Linked DNA regions of Macaca mulatta: region 1 is linked to region 2. The links are chromatin contacts, called in public Hi-C maps. All regions are on one chromosome and are shown on one strand. The core of a region is the stretch at or near the end of the contact, and the rest is flanking DNA. Distances in the headings are between cores, read along the strand shown.

Region 1 (6,679 bases), core at 3,728-6,227, 62 kb after region 2:
ATTTAAATCATTAAAGCAAAGAAATAAAACAACTAAGGAAAATTAATACATAAGACTGTATAACAATTTTCAAATTCTGCACATTATAAACTTCTATACATGAATTAAAATACAGATAACAAATTAGGGGAAATGTTTTCAGTATATATGACAAAATACTTAAAGTAATAGATTTTCATTCTACCAGAAAGACATGCACACATATATATTCATTGCAGCACTATTCACAATAGCAAAGACATAGAATCACCCTAAATGTCCATTAACAGTAGACTGCATAAAGAAAATATAGTACATACACACCATGGAATACTATGCAATCATAAAAATGAATGAAATCATGTCCTGTGCAGGAATACGGATGGAGCCGGAGGCCATTATCCTTAGCAAACTAACACAGGGACAGAAAACCAAATACTGCATGTTCTCACTTATAAGCGGGAGCTAAATAATGAGAACAAGTGGACACAAAGAAGGGAACAACTGCAACAGACACTAGGGTATTAATTTGTTTTATGACAGCAAAAAAGAACCAGGTTGCCCAATGCTTTGGCGAAGGTTCAGCCTCTTCAGCAGCATGATTCATGAGGGCATGGATCCTCTGGTCCACACTTCCCTTCCCCTCGGTATGTTCTGCCCATTCATCCCTGACTATTAGTACACAGCCCTTTTCTCCCCAGAGGACAATATACACTGGCACACTGCCAAAACAACTGGATTGAAGGGTTTAGTTTTAAGCTACCACACTGTTCCTGTACCACAACTCCACCACCGAGATTTTGAAAAGCCTGAGCCAATTATTTTCTAGAATGTCACACATTCTGGATTGGTCTGATTCTTTCCTCATCATGTTATTTTACTTGTTCCTCTAGCTCCTGTATTTCTGGAAATCTGAAAACTATATTTAAAGCCTTAGCAGCTTCAGGTGAAACATCTATGGCAAGACTACCTTGCCGTGATGCTACAGCTTTCACAGGAGCTTTCACAGGTTGCCTACTAACCATGATAAAGGTGGTGACAACCAGGTTTATTTACATGGAGTAAAAATACGTTCTCGCCTGAGCAATTACCAGGTATTTTGTGGGGGGTAGTATTTTGGCAACTTATAAATATCTCGGTCCACATTAACCTTTCATGTAATGGTTTTAGAATATATTGATGATCTTCGCATCAATCAGTTATCAGTTGTGGTGGCAAAATGGTAATTTTACAATTACTTTGTTTCCTATATTTATTATTGAATATTCTTCTGCGCAAAGCAACTTTCCCATACTACTACTTCTAAAAAGTCATGGTAAATGTTTCTTTCCCTTTAATTTTTAGAGTAAGGAGACTAAGAAATTGTGTACTTGTCACCTCTAATGGTGGCCTACTAGTTTTTCTTCCTCATTTTTTGAATATCATTATGGGTGTATAGATTTTGTACTCAAGTATGTTATTATAATCAGTTGTTATCCTTCTACGATGTCAGATTATCTCCCATTTGCTCAAAGAAAGATGTTTCCAGCTCGTTCTTGTGTTTTTGATAGTCCCCATTTGTCTTTGCTTTTTGGCACAAGAAGATGTCCAAGGTTCACCTTGTACTTCCCTTTCTCCCTGTTATTTCTAAAAGTTCTGTGAAAAATTCCTTTTTCAGACTTGGGTAATTCAAATGTTCCTCCACATGGGAGGTGTTGGTAAGACTCTATATTCATAATACTGGTGGTGAAACATATATGGCATTTGGGCTGATACCTCTGCTGAGGTAAGATAATTAACTTCCATGTATCTCTTGGAACACACCGCAGGGGCAGAAAAATCTTTCTCCTGTCCATTTAGTTCAGTAGGTTGGACTGTGTGAATTAAATTGGCAAAAGACAAATTAAGAGGAGAAAAGGATTACTGCACACGCACATAGATGCTTCACAGGAAAGAACTAAAATCCCAAAGAGACAGTTAGAACTGGGGGCTTCTATATCACTTTAACGATGATAAAGTGTAAAGAGGCTAGACAAAGGAAAAGGGGGCTTAGCCTATTTGTGGTATGGGAAGGTTACTAGAAAATGTATGGGTTTGTTATTCAGGTAAGACTCATTCTCCTCTTTCTGATATGGGTGAGTGGTAAAGCTTTTTTGTTTCTTTGTTTGAGACAGGATCTGGCTCTATTGTTCATGCTGGAGTACAGTGGCATCATCTCAGCTCACTGCAACCTCCACCTCCTGGGCTCAAGCAATTCTCCCACCTCAGCCTCTGGAGTAGCTGGGATTACAGATGTGGGTCACCACCTCTGGTTAATTTTTGTATTTTTGGTAGAGACGGGGTTTTGCTATGTTGCCCAGGGTGGTTTCAAACTCCTGGACTCAAGTGATCCACTAGCCTCGACCTCCCACAGTCTTGGGATTACAGGCATGAGCCACCTTGCCTGGCCCAGTAAAGCTTTAAAAATAAAAATTTATGTCACCTTTACAAAGGGAAATTTATGTCCTGCTTTTCGGCAGAAAGGGGGAGGTCAGAGTTGTTCCTGAGTATTTAGTTTCTGAACTCTTTTCAGTTCAAGATTAATCCTTATGCTGAAGTGGCATATTTGGGGTGGCATATCCTCATCCTCTTCACTATGAATGTGGACCACATTTTTGCAGCTTTTATTTCTGCAGTTACTTATGTTTCTTTCTCTGCTATTGCGTCCGGAATTGGTGGGTTCTTGGTCTCGCTGACTTCAAGAATGAAGCTGCAGACCCTCACAGTGAGTGTTAACAGTTCTTAAAGATGGCGGGTCCGGAGTTTGTTCCTTCAGATGTTCAGATGTGTCTGGAGTTTCTTCCTTCTGGTGGGTTTGTGGTCTCGCTGACTTCAGGGTTGAAGCTGCAGACCTTCACGGTGAGTGTTACAGTTCTTAAAGGGGGCGCATCTGCAGTCGTTCATTCCTTCCAGTGGGTTCATGGTCTCGCTGGCTTCAGGAGTGAAGCTGCAGACCTTCACGGTGCGTGTTAACAGTTCTTAAAGATGGCGTGTCCGGAGTTTGTTCCTTCAGATGTTCAGATGTGTCCAGAGTTTCTTCCTTCTGGTGGGTTCTTGGTCTCACTGGCTTCAGGAGTGAAGCTGCAGACCCTCACATGAGGTGAATGTTCCTGCTCATAAAGACCGCAGGAACCTGAGTGAGCAGTAACAAGATTTATTGCAAAGAGCAAAAGAACAAAGGTTCGGCAGAGTGTAAGGGGACCCGAGCAGGTTGCTCTGCTGGTTGGGGCAGCCCGCTTTTATTCCCTTATCTTGCCCCACCCACATCCTGCTGACATTTTACAGAGTGCTGACTGTTGCGTTTAAAAATCCCTGGGCTAGATACAGAGTGCTGATTGGTGCATTTACAATCCTTTAGCTGGACACGAAAGTTCTCCAAGTCCTCACTAGATTAGCTAGACACAGAGCACTGATTGGTGCGTTTACAGATCTTGAGCTAGACACAGAGTGCTGATTGGTGCGTTTATAATCCTTTAGCTAGACATACGCCTGCATTCCCCAGCCCTTCTGCAGTTGATGGGACTGCACCCCAGGAGCAAGGGTGGCACCCATAGGGGAGGCTTGGGCCGTGTGGTAGGGGCTCAGGCATGATGGGCTGCAGGCCCTGAGCCCTGCCCTGTGGGGAGGTGGCTGAGGCCTGGCGAGAATTAGAGTGTGGTGTGGGGGGACTGGCAATGCTGGGGGACCCTGCACACCTTAGGCAGCTGCTGGCCCGGGTGCTAAGCCCCTCAATGCCCCGGGTCGGCAGCCAGCCTGCCGCTCTGAGTGCGGGATCCTGGAGTCTACCCTGCCCGGAACTCACGCGGGCCCATGAACGCAGCACGCAGCCCCGGTTCCCGCCTGCGCCTGTCCCTCCACACCTCCCCACAAGCAGAGGGAGCTGGCTCAGGCCTTGGCCAGCCCAGAGAGGGGCTCCCACAGTGCAGTGGTGGGCTGAAGGGCTCCTCAAGTGCCGCCAGGGTGGACCCCGAGGTCAAGAAGGTGCCGAGAGCACGAGGGCTGCTAGCACGTTGTCACCTCTCACTATTACATGATCAGCTCCATAAGTAAAAGACCTGTCTTACCTGCACATTCTCAGCACAGAGCTCAGGTATTAAATAAATATTAGGGGAACTGGTTGTACTTTTCTACCAGCCCATAAATGGGCATCAAATACTCAACGTGTTAAAATTATTTGAAAATCAGAGTAACTAGTTTGCTGACTTCTAGTGTGCAGCCTTTACGCCAGCTGTTGTGGCTGTGTAGGGGTCTTTTCTTCCATCCCTATTCTAGGATGCATTCAACATAAGCGAAGTGTTATTACTCACAAAAAGTGCTAATATGTGGACGGATGCACCTAATGTTTTTGTCCCCTGGTTTCTTTGCACTAAAACCAATCCCAATAGCATTCTGTTTCAAGTGAAAGGTTTTTATTTTTTTTTAAACTAAGTAAATTGCTTTTTCTCCCAATTTACTCACAGCAGTACCTTACACTACAAAAACCAGCAACTGGTTTCCTCTTAATGTCTAAACATAACATTGTTAAAAATTAGAGACTTTGTCACAATTTGTATTTTTTAAAGGTAAGGTAAATAAAGTATCTTATTATACAGAATTACAAGGTCTCATTCTTGTACATTTCGCTATTCCCAAATATTCTGCAATCAGAACCCTGATTGCAAAACTAAGTACATGGGTTTTCAAAAGACACCGGGCCAGAGAATTCTTTCATCCTAGTCCCAATCTCGCCCCTGAAAGCGTGGGACAGGAAAGGCTGCGCCACGGGATATAAATGAGGGCTTATAAGGCCGTCGGAGGCCGCGGGGCTCGGGAGGCAGGCAGGACCCAGCGTTGCATTGCAGAGTCGAGACGACCTGGGCTGCCGTGACGCCGCAGTCGCCGGCCTTAGTTTCCCCCGCCCTGCCCGAGCGCGGCCGCGCCTCTCGCTCGAATCCGGGTACCGCCGGCGACTCGGGTCGGTCCCTTCCGGTTGGTTCCGGTGTCTGGCCTGACATGCCGGCGCTGCGGCGGCTGCTGCTGCTGCCGCGGGGGCTGCGGCTTGGGAAGCTCCGCGCTTCCGCAGGCCTGGCCTCCGCTGCCCGGGCCCACGCCGCCTGTTGCTGGACCCCGCCCCGGCCCAGCGCACTACCCTCGGGCCCCGGGCCCCGCCCTGGCCTCAACCTCTCCTCCAGCCCCTGTTTGCGGCCCGCCACCGCCGCTGCCGCCAGCCCATACGCGCCGCCCGCATGCGCCACGACCATGGAGCGCGCCGAAGCGGGTGAGACCTGGCTGTCCAGCGGGCCGGGGCGGGGGCGACAGGAGCCGCGGGGGCTTGGACCCGCTCTGCGCTCGACCTCTGGGAGGGCCTGACCCGCGCCGGCCCTGCTCCGAGTCTCCCTCCTTCCAGAAAGGACTCAGGGTAGCACCGAGGAGCCTGGTGCAACCGAGTGTACATCGGTGTTGCCTGTAGCGAAGCGTTTTAATGCACGCATTGTGGGTCCGACAGGAGGCGGGGGTATGAGCCCATCCCCGAGTTTCACTTTTCTTTTTCCCTTTCTCATCCTGTGACCCTTTGCACAAACTTAATGCCAATACACATTGCTTTTGACGGTGTCGATGTGAGTAAATGTAAACAAAACCTAGTAAAATCTCGATTGTATCTTATATCACAAATATTAAGCACCTGAACCACCATACTGTCTCATTTAGGATTTTCTGCCAGGTTTGAACATGACCAATTTTAAAACTGGCGCCAAGTCTATACTAGCGCCCGGGATGAAATTCCAGTTTGGGTCAGCGTTTGTTGTGAATTGAACTTTGTGAGTGGAGCATGTTAGGGGTTGGACTTTCGGTAAAAGGGACCGCAAACCAATTAGAGAAAAGGTGCTCCTCTGCAAGATTTTCATAGGATAAACTCATACAAGAGTATAAAAAGCATAAAAACGTTAACGTGTGCTATATAAATAGCAGTTAACTCATGTAAATATGTTTACAATTGTTAAGTGAATGGAGTGATGACAGTGAGTTTTTGCAATTAGGAAACGCATGGGAATGGAAATTGTTAAGGAGAAAAGAGCCATACTCCAGTTCCTTAAGTGCCGTGGCCTTGCAATTCAGGATCCTGTTAGCATATCTGTATATTTTCTATACTCATATAAAGTTTAAGATGTTTGTGGAGGTTACTTCCTCCTTTCATCCATTTTCGGACATTATTAACTTATTTTGTCCATTTCTCCTCAATAATTTGGATTGTACTTTTGTTCCCTTTTTATGAGGAGGAAAGGAAAGCCTGGAGGTCAGGTAACTTGTTGATTTCTACGCAGCAGTCAACATTTACTAACGTGTAAGATGTTAATACTATTTTTAGTAGCTAAGCCAGGACTAGAATGGATGCCTTTGGCCCTTTCTAGTTGTTCTTAGGAATAAACTTATTTATTTGTTTTTTTATTTAGAGACAGGGTCTTGCTCTGTTGCTCAGGTTGAAGTGCACTGGCGCGATCATGGCTCACTGCAGCCTGGATCTGCTGGAATCATGCCAACTTCCTGTTTCAGCCTCCCCAAGTAGCGGGGACTGCAAGGTCCGTGCCAACATGCCTGACTAATTTTTGTATTTTTTTTTTTTTTTTTTGTAGAGACGGGATCTTGCCATGTCACCCAGGCTTGAACTCCTGGGCTCAAGCAGTCCTCTCAGAGTGCTGGGATT
Region 2 (6,736 bases), core at 16-2,515:
TGTGAAAATATAGCCACAGCTTCTCTAGGTTCCACCATCCCTCCCAACCACCCAGGGATCTTAAAATTAGGGGCAGCTGTGGTGTTGATGGGGCAATTCAATGAAAGACTACCCGGGTCAGTAGGGAGGGCTCCATACCCAGACCCCTCCCCAAAATAATAGACTCTAGGCAGGAGTTCTTCTCGCCAAACCTCATTTTATTTAAAAAAATAAAAATAATAATAAATAAATAAACTTGACCTCAGGGGAGGTGAGCGATCTGGAGAAGCATAACTGATGTCCTACCACAGACGTCAGGCTGCTGGGGGCAGCGTCTGCGCCTGGGGATGGGTTCCCCAGACGCCGACTTCAACCCTGTCGCGCTCCTTTAGGTTCTCCTCGTCCTTCCCCGCTGCTGCCCTAAAAATGCTCCCAACCCTCGGCCCCCAGCGCGGGAGGAGAAAAAAACAAGCCATCGGTGGTGAGATGGCCTGGGTGTGGGAACTGTAACGATCCGAGCACGAAACACGCGTCCCTCTCCGCAGCTCCCAGACGGCGCAGGCGGCAGCTGGGGGCGCGGGCGCAAGCCGACGCCGGGCCCGATCCGCACCGCGCGTGGGGCTGGCGCGCCGCCCTCGCCCGGCTTCCCGCAGTCCCCACGCGCGCGGCCGGCCCGCGCTTCCCCTCCTAAAACCCTCCTCCTGAAGGGCGACGCGGCGGCCGAGCCCCTCCCCGCGGGGGGGATGGAGACGGATTTCTCCCGCTGCTGCTCCACGGGGCCCGGACGCGTGACCTGAGCCCACGGCACCCCGGGGGGGACGGCGTCCTCCCCGTGCCCCCGCCTCTCCTGGCTCCGCCAGGACGCAGCCCCGGTCCCCCGGAAGAGGGAAGAGGGGGACCGCGGGGAGCAGCGAAGCCGGGATCCGGCTCGGAGCAACAGGACCCGGACCCCGGGGCAGGAATCAGGTCGGGCAGAGACCGGGAGGGAAAGGAGAGAGGGAGCCTCAGAAAATCCCAAAGCCGGGCCCCCTCTCCCCGCCCCCCATCCCGGTGGGACCGTCCAGCCACCGCTTCCTGCCTGGGATCAGCTTCCCAGCTGCAGCCAGAGGAAAAATCTGAGCCGCCCCTGCAGCCCCACACTGACGAGTTGCCCGGCCCGTGCAGCCCCGCAAGCCTCCTTACCCCGACGCCGCACCTCAGGAGCTCGCTCGCCGCGAGGACCCGTCCCTCTTCGGTCCCAGCCGCCGGCAGCCGCGCCTGCCTCCTCCCTCCGCTAGGTTTCAAATTGAAATTCCCTGGCTGGGGCCGTCAGAGGACTCTGAGCGCCGGCCCCGCCCCCTTGCGGCGGAAGCCCCTCCCGCGCCCCCGCCGGACGAGCCCCCGGCGCGGAAACCCCCGCGGGCGGTCCCGCCCCCGACGCCCAGGCCCCGCCCCTGCGCGGGCGGGAGACCTTTCCCGCGGGATTCGCTGAGGGCTGCCGCGGGGACCCGGGGCTGGAGGACGTCCTTCGCCCTCAGGGCAGCCCGGATGATAGCTAATGCGCCTGGGCAACGCGTTCTCAACTGCGGTTCCTGGCCTTAAATGTCCTCTTAACTTTTAAAAGTTATTTATTCAAAGTGCATTCGCTGACTAAACCTTCATTGAGCGCCTTCGTAGAGGTAGACACTGGAGCAGAGCCTGGAGATGCAGAATAAGGAAAACCGGGTCTCCCTCAGTCTAGAGTGGAAAAAGTGCTTTCACAGAAAGGGCATTGAAAAGGAACCATTTTTTCTTCCTGTGGGAAGGACAGGAGGGGTTGGGGAAACCCCGTGGAGGAAAGGCCTCCCCAGAGTAAGTAGGATTTCTCCGGGCAGAGGCCTGGGAACCTGGATTGCAGAGCATGACCACGGGTGAAGAAGAGTCTGGAAAAAACCTAGTTTGGGGCTAAATTGTGGAAAGCCACAAGCACACACACACACACACACACACACTCTACCCTTCTGGTTCTTTTGTACGATGAGGTCAATATGTTTCAGATTCAACATATTTCATCTTTTCTGAAGGTTTGCGCGTCAAGCTGGTGTCAACGTGTCCAGCTCACTGCCTCCAGCATCTGCCTCACACACACCTCTTGTCCTTTTTACTCCTCCCTCCTTTATTGAGGTCTTTAGTGATTCCACCAGTCACAGCTAAGTCTCCCTTTCTTTCCTAAACAGAACCTTTTCCAAAATTAACAATGTCAAATGAAACCTCAGTAACAATACCTTCTAGTTAACGAAATACATTCACATATTTTATTATCATTTGATCCTCACAATTACCCTACGAAAAAGGCAGGCACGTATTAGCTCCATTACATCAAAAAGAGTTGGGAAAATAAATTATTTGCCAAGGTCCTTCTAGTAAATAATCCAAATAATAATAGTTAAGGCTGATTGTGTGCTTTATGCGCTAGGCATTGTTCTAAGTCCCTTACATGTATTAATTTACTTAATCACAATCCCTTATGCTAAGTATACAAGTTAAATTTTATAAGATGTGCTAAAACAGAGCAGAAATCTGATCAGACAGCAATTCTGGTAAAGGAGACCTGGAAATTTAATGAGAAAATACTATTATTTTCTCATAATAAGAAATATGCAGCAGATTTACAACAAAACTAATGAAACAAGCCAGGATCTCTCATTTTCACAAGACTTGAAACTAACTTTATAATTTTGTATTTCATTTTGTGTTTTTTAAAGAGTCCCTAAAGTCATATAAGCTTTTGGGCCCGTAAAACATTGATCCACCCTGATGGAATCCCTTTAAAATGCTAGTGCAAAATAACATAAATATAGGCATAATTAATTAAATACAATGCCCTTCTCATAAGAAAGGATATGCCTCCTATACTCTCTGTTGAAGTACATGAATCTCTCCTATACACCACATTTTAAGAAGGAATTTTTCCCTCCAAAAGAAAATATTGAAACCTGAATTATAACCATAAATGCGTGACCTTGAAAATGTGGGAACCAGCAAGATTTAGCCTAAAGAGACGATTAAAGGTGATGAAAAGGTTGTCAAATCTCTAAAGGCTATTGTGTGGAAGAAGAATTGAACTCTGTTTTTGGACACAGCCTTACATAGCCCTAGCATTTTAATGGAATGGAACAGATTCAGTGAGGACCTAGCAGGAACTGAGGGTAGAAAAATCAAGTCCCAGGAGCTATAAGGAAGTGAAAAAAACTGATGGAAGGTGGCATCATAGAGATTTTAGCAAACAACAGGTGGTAGTCCAGACAACCAGGGAAGTCTAACAAGAAGAGAAGAGGAGTTTGAACAGAAAGAAGGACAAAGTCCTGGAATAGGTGATATTCAAAGACTCAGGCAGGTGGAAGTACTGTCAGGACTACCAGGCTGCAGTTCAAGGACAGAATGTTAATCCCCAGGAAAACACACTAGAAAGAACAAGATTGAGTCTTCCCACTAGACACACCATAGTAACAGGCAAAGGACTGACGCAGAGAACAAGACAGGAATATAGGTACTAGTCCTGAGAGCTACCACATCCAAATGTACCATAATAGCCTCAATCCTGGGCACTATCTGCAAACATAGTTAGTTTGGAAGTATGGACTAGAAATGTAGCCAGGACTTCCTTAGTGCCTTTACTCACCAACTCACCCCCATAGGCATGGCCCCTGGAAAAGCTTGATCTCACTATATCCATGAGTCATTGTTTTATCTTTGTGCCTTCTGTGTGCCAAGCCCAAACCAGGTTGGAGTGGCTCTGGGTTGAGGACCTGCCCTTCCTTTACATGATCCACAGGCAACAAGACCTGAAAAGGCTCTCTCCTACTATTTCTAAGGCATTCTCAAGCTTCATCATGAATTCATGCAATCCCAGTTCCACTGCCACAGCAACAAACATATCACACAAATGACTGCAGGAGTCACTCTGTCACCTGCCCAACTTTGGCTCAGTTTCAGTTGGGCTACAAGACTCTGCTTTAGTGACTTCAAACAACCGTTTTATTGCTTGTGATTCTCTGGGGCAGGAATTCAAGCAATGCTCAGCTGGGAGGCTCAACTGTGGATAAAGGATCTAAGATGGCTTTACTCACATGTCTGGCAGTTGGTGCTGCCTGTCAACTGGGGGCTCCTAACTTCTCCTCCACATGGACTCTCATCCTCCAGACTCTCTCTCTCCCTCCTCCCTTTGTTTTCTGCATGTGCTTCCTCCCTCCATCCTCTATGTGGCCTATCTAGTAGGATAACACAGACTTCTTTACATGACACCCAGCTTCCAAGAGAACAAAAGCAAATGCTGCAAGGCCTGCAAGGGCTTGACCCAGAAGTCACACAGCATCACTTATGTTCCATTCTGTTGGTCAAAGCAAATCAGAGGGCTAGCCCCAATTCAAGGAGAGGGGTCATAGACTTTGCCTCTTGGTAGTGAGAGGTAAAGACAACTGGGCTTCTACCTAGGGTGGGGACTTGAAGAACTTTTCTGTCTAGCTAAAGGATTGTAAATGCACCAATCAGCACTCTGTAAAATGGACCAATCAGCAGGATGTGGGTGGGGCCAAATAAGGGAATAAAAGCAGGCCACCAGTGCCAGCACCGGTAACCCACTGGGGTACTCTGTCAACGGCATGGAAGCTTTGTTATTTTGCTCTTCGCAGTAAATATTGCTGCTGCTCACTCGGGTTCGTGCTGCGTTTATAGCTGTGACACTCACCCTGAAGGTCTGCAGCTTCACTGCTGAAGTCAGCCGGACCACGAACCCACCAGGGAAGGAATGAACAACGCTGGACCTGCTGCCTTTAAGCTGAGCTGTAACACTCACTGCAAAGGTCTGCGGCTTCACTCTTGAAGTCAGCGAGACCATGAACCCACCAGAAGGAAGACACTCCGGACACGTCTGAACATCAGAAGGAACAAACTCAAGACACACCATCTTTAAGAACTGTAACACTCACCGCAAGGGTCCGCATCTTCATTGTTGAAGTAAGTGAGACCAAGAACCCAGCAATTCTGGACACAGTAGAAGGAGTGGAATGTGTGTACAGTGAGGGGGGAAATTGTTGGCAGACATCTTGTTAGCAATTCACTACAGACACCATGTTTTTCTAGTCTGGTATTCAAGTTGGTCCTCAAGCAACTCTTCACACAGATTTTTTATTAAAAGCATCACAGGGCCTCCTTTCCGTCTAAGTCACACTAAATGATGTCATCTTTGGAAAAGCCAGTCCCAACCATGGCTAATAACAGGTATATGCATCTCAAGCCTGCCAAATTGAGATATTCTCTCAATTGTAGTTAGAGTTTTGCCCCCCCCCACACACACCCCTATTTCATTAGGCTCAATGACAAAGAAAGAGGCATGGAGTGGTTCATTCCCTTAAGCTGGAACATAGTCTTCAGAGTTGCTCGTCATGACATCTCATGATCAATTGCTCCCTAGAACTGAAAACAAATGGTACAGGTCCAATAAAAGTCCAGAAAAGCTACATTTGGAAAGCATATAATATATGTATATTATTTTAGCAAGTGGTGGCACACACCTGTAATTCCACCTACTTGGGAGGCTGAGGCAGGAGAATTGCTTCAACCCAGGAGACAGAGGTTGCAGTAAGCCAAGATGGTGCCACTGCACCCCAGCCTGGGCGTCAGAACCAGATTCTCTCTCTAAAAAAAACAAAAAAAACAAAAAAAACAGAGACGTCAAAAGAGAAGGCTCCAGACTCATTCATAGACATAGTCAAAGCAAAGAGGAGACTCTGAAAAGAGCCTAAAGGGCTCTTTAGATTCCTGTTTTGCAGGGAGTTCGCAGATGTCCTGCTGCGGAAAATGAGAGACAGAACACCAAAGTTTACTAAAAGTGGACTGGCATGTGACCACCCCACTCCGCTACAAGCCTGCAGTCAGCAGACTGCCCACTTAATTAGATGGGATGGGAAAAGCAAAATGACCTTTAAGGAGTGTCATTGGACTTTGCTGGACAGACGGAATTACCCCCATAATACCATAGACAACTTTTGATGTGGTGTGACAAGGCGAGCCTTGGGCCCACGCTGGGGAACCTTGCCGGAGGAGCATAATTTGTAAGTGGTCTCAGCAAATGGTGGTAAAAACCCATCAACAGCTACAATCGGAGCAGCAGAGAGGCTGCTGAATAAAAGTACCGGGGGAAAATTGGAAGAGTAATCCCCTGGATTATATCCTTGGAATATTTGCATAGCCCAGACTTGATTGGCTGGTTTGCAAAATAGCCCCCGGAAATAGTGGCGACAGTGGGATTGGAGCTGGAATGTTGCCGTCTCTAAGCAAACAAATTCCTCCCTTTGGAAAACGGACCATCTTAGAGAGTGGTCCTTCGTTTATTCAAAACAGATGTGTGGCGGAAGGTTGGTATTAGCAAAGTACCATTCTTCGGTTTGGTTTTGTGTGGTTTCCCAAGGCACACAAATGTGTTCTACTTATTAGAAAACACTTAGAAGGATAGGAGTTTTAAGGTTATGTGTATGCTATTGCTGCTTATGATCCCACACTTTCCAGAGGAAAACCTTCCGGGAGGGTGCAATCCCTGAGAAGAAAAACACACCCAGAAAATGAAAAAGGACCACTCAACTATAGGTTTTGCAAAGGCAGGGACTTTGCTTTCTTTATCATTGTATTTTAGTTCCAAGCACAGCAACTCATAGAGGGCTTCTTAAGTAAATATTTGATGAAAGAGTCAATCTAATCGAAAATGAGTGAGGTACCTTCGATTTCCTACAGTTTGATAGGT

The links. A called contact is a pair of places that touch in the nucleus more often than the background predicts.
Region 1: a Hi-C map of fetal cortex germinal zone shows a contact between it and region 2, with 1.7 times the contacts expected there. The contact joins the promoter of AKAP7 here to the promoter of EPB41L2 in region 2. A contact is called at or near these places in 2 of 14 Hi-C or Micro-C datasets (cortical neurons and fetal cortex germinal zone).

The regions. Positions count from the first base shown.
Region 1 is chr4:36,173,087-36,179,765 of T2T-MMU8v2.0, forward strand. It overlaps AKAP7 (A-kinase anchoring protein 7), which reads left to right and starts at 4,978. Exons shown (of 10, transcript XR_013416209.1): 1 at 4,978-5,254.
Region 2 is chr4:36,114,321-36,121,056 of T2T-MMU8v2.0, forward strand. EPB41L2 (erythrocyte membrane protein band 4.1 like 2) reads right to left here and starts at 1,266. Exons shown (of 19, transcript XR_013416205.1): 1 at 1,162-1,266.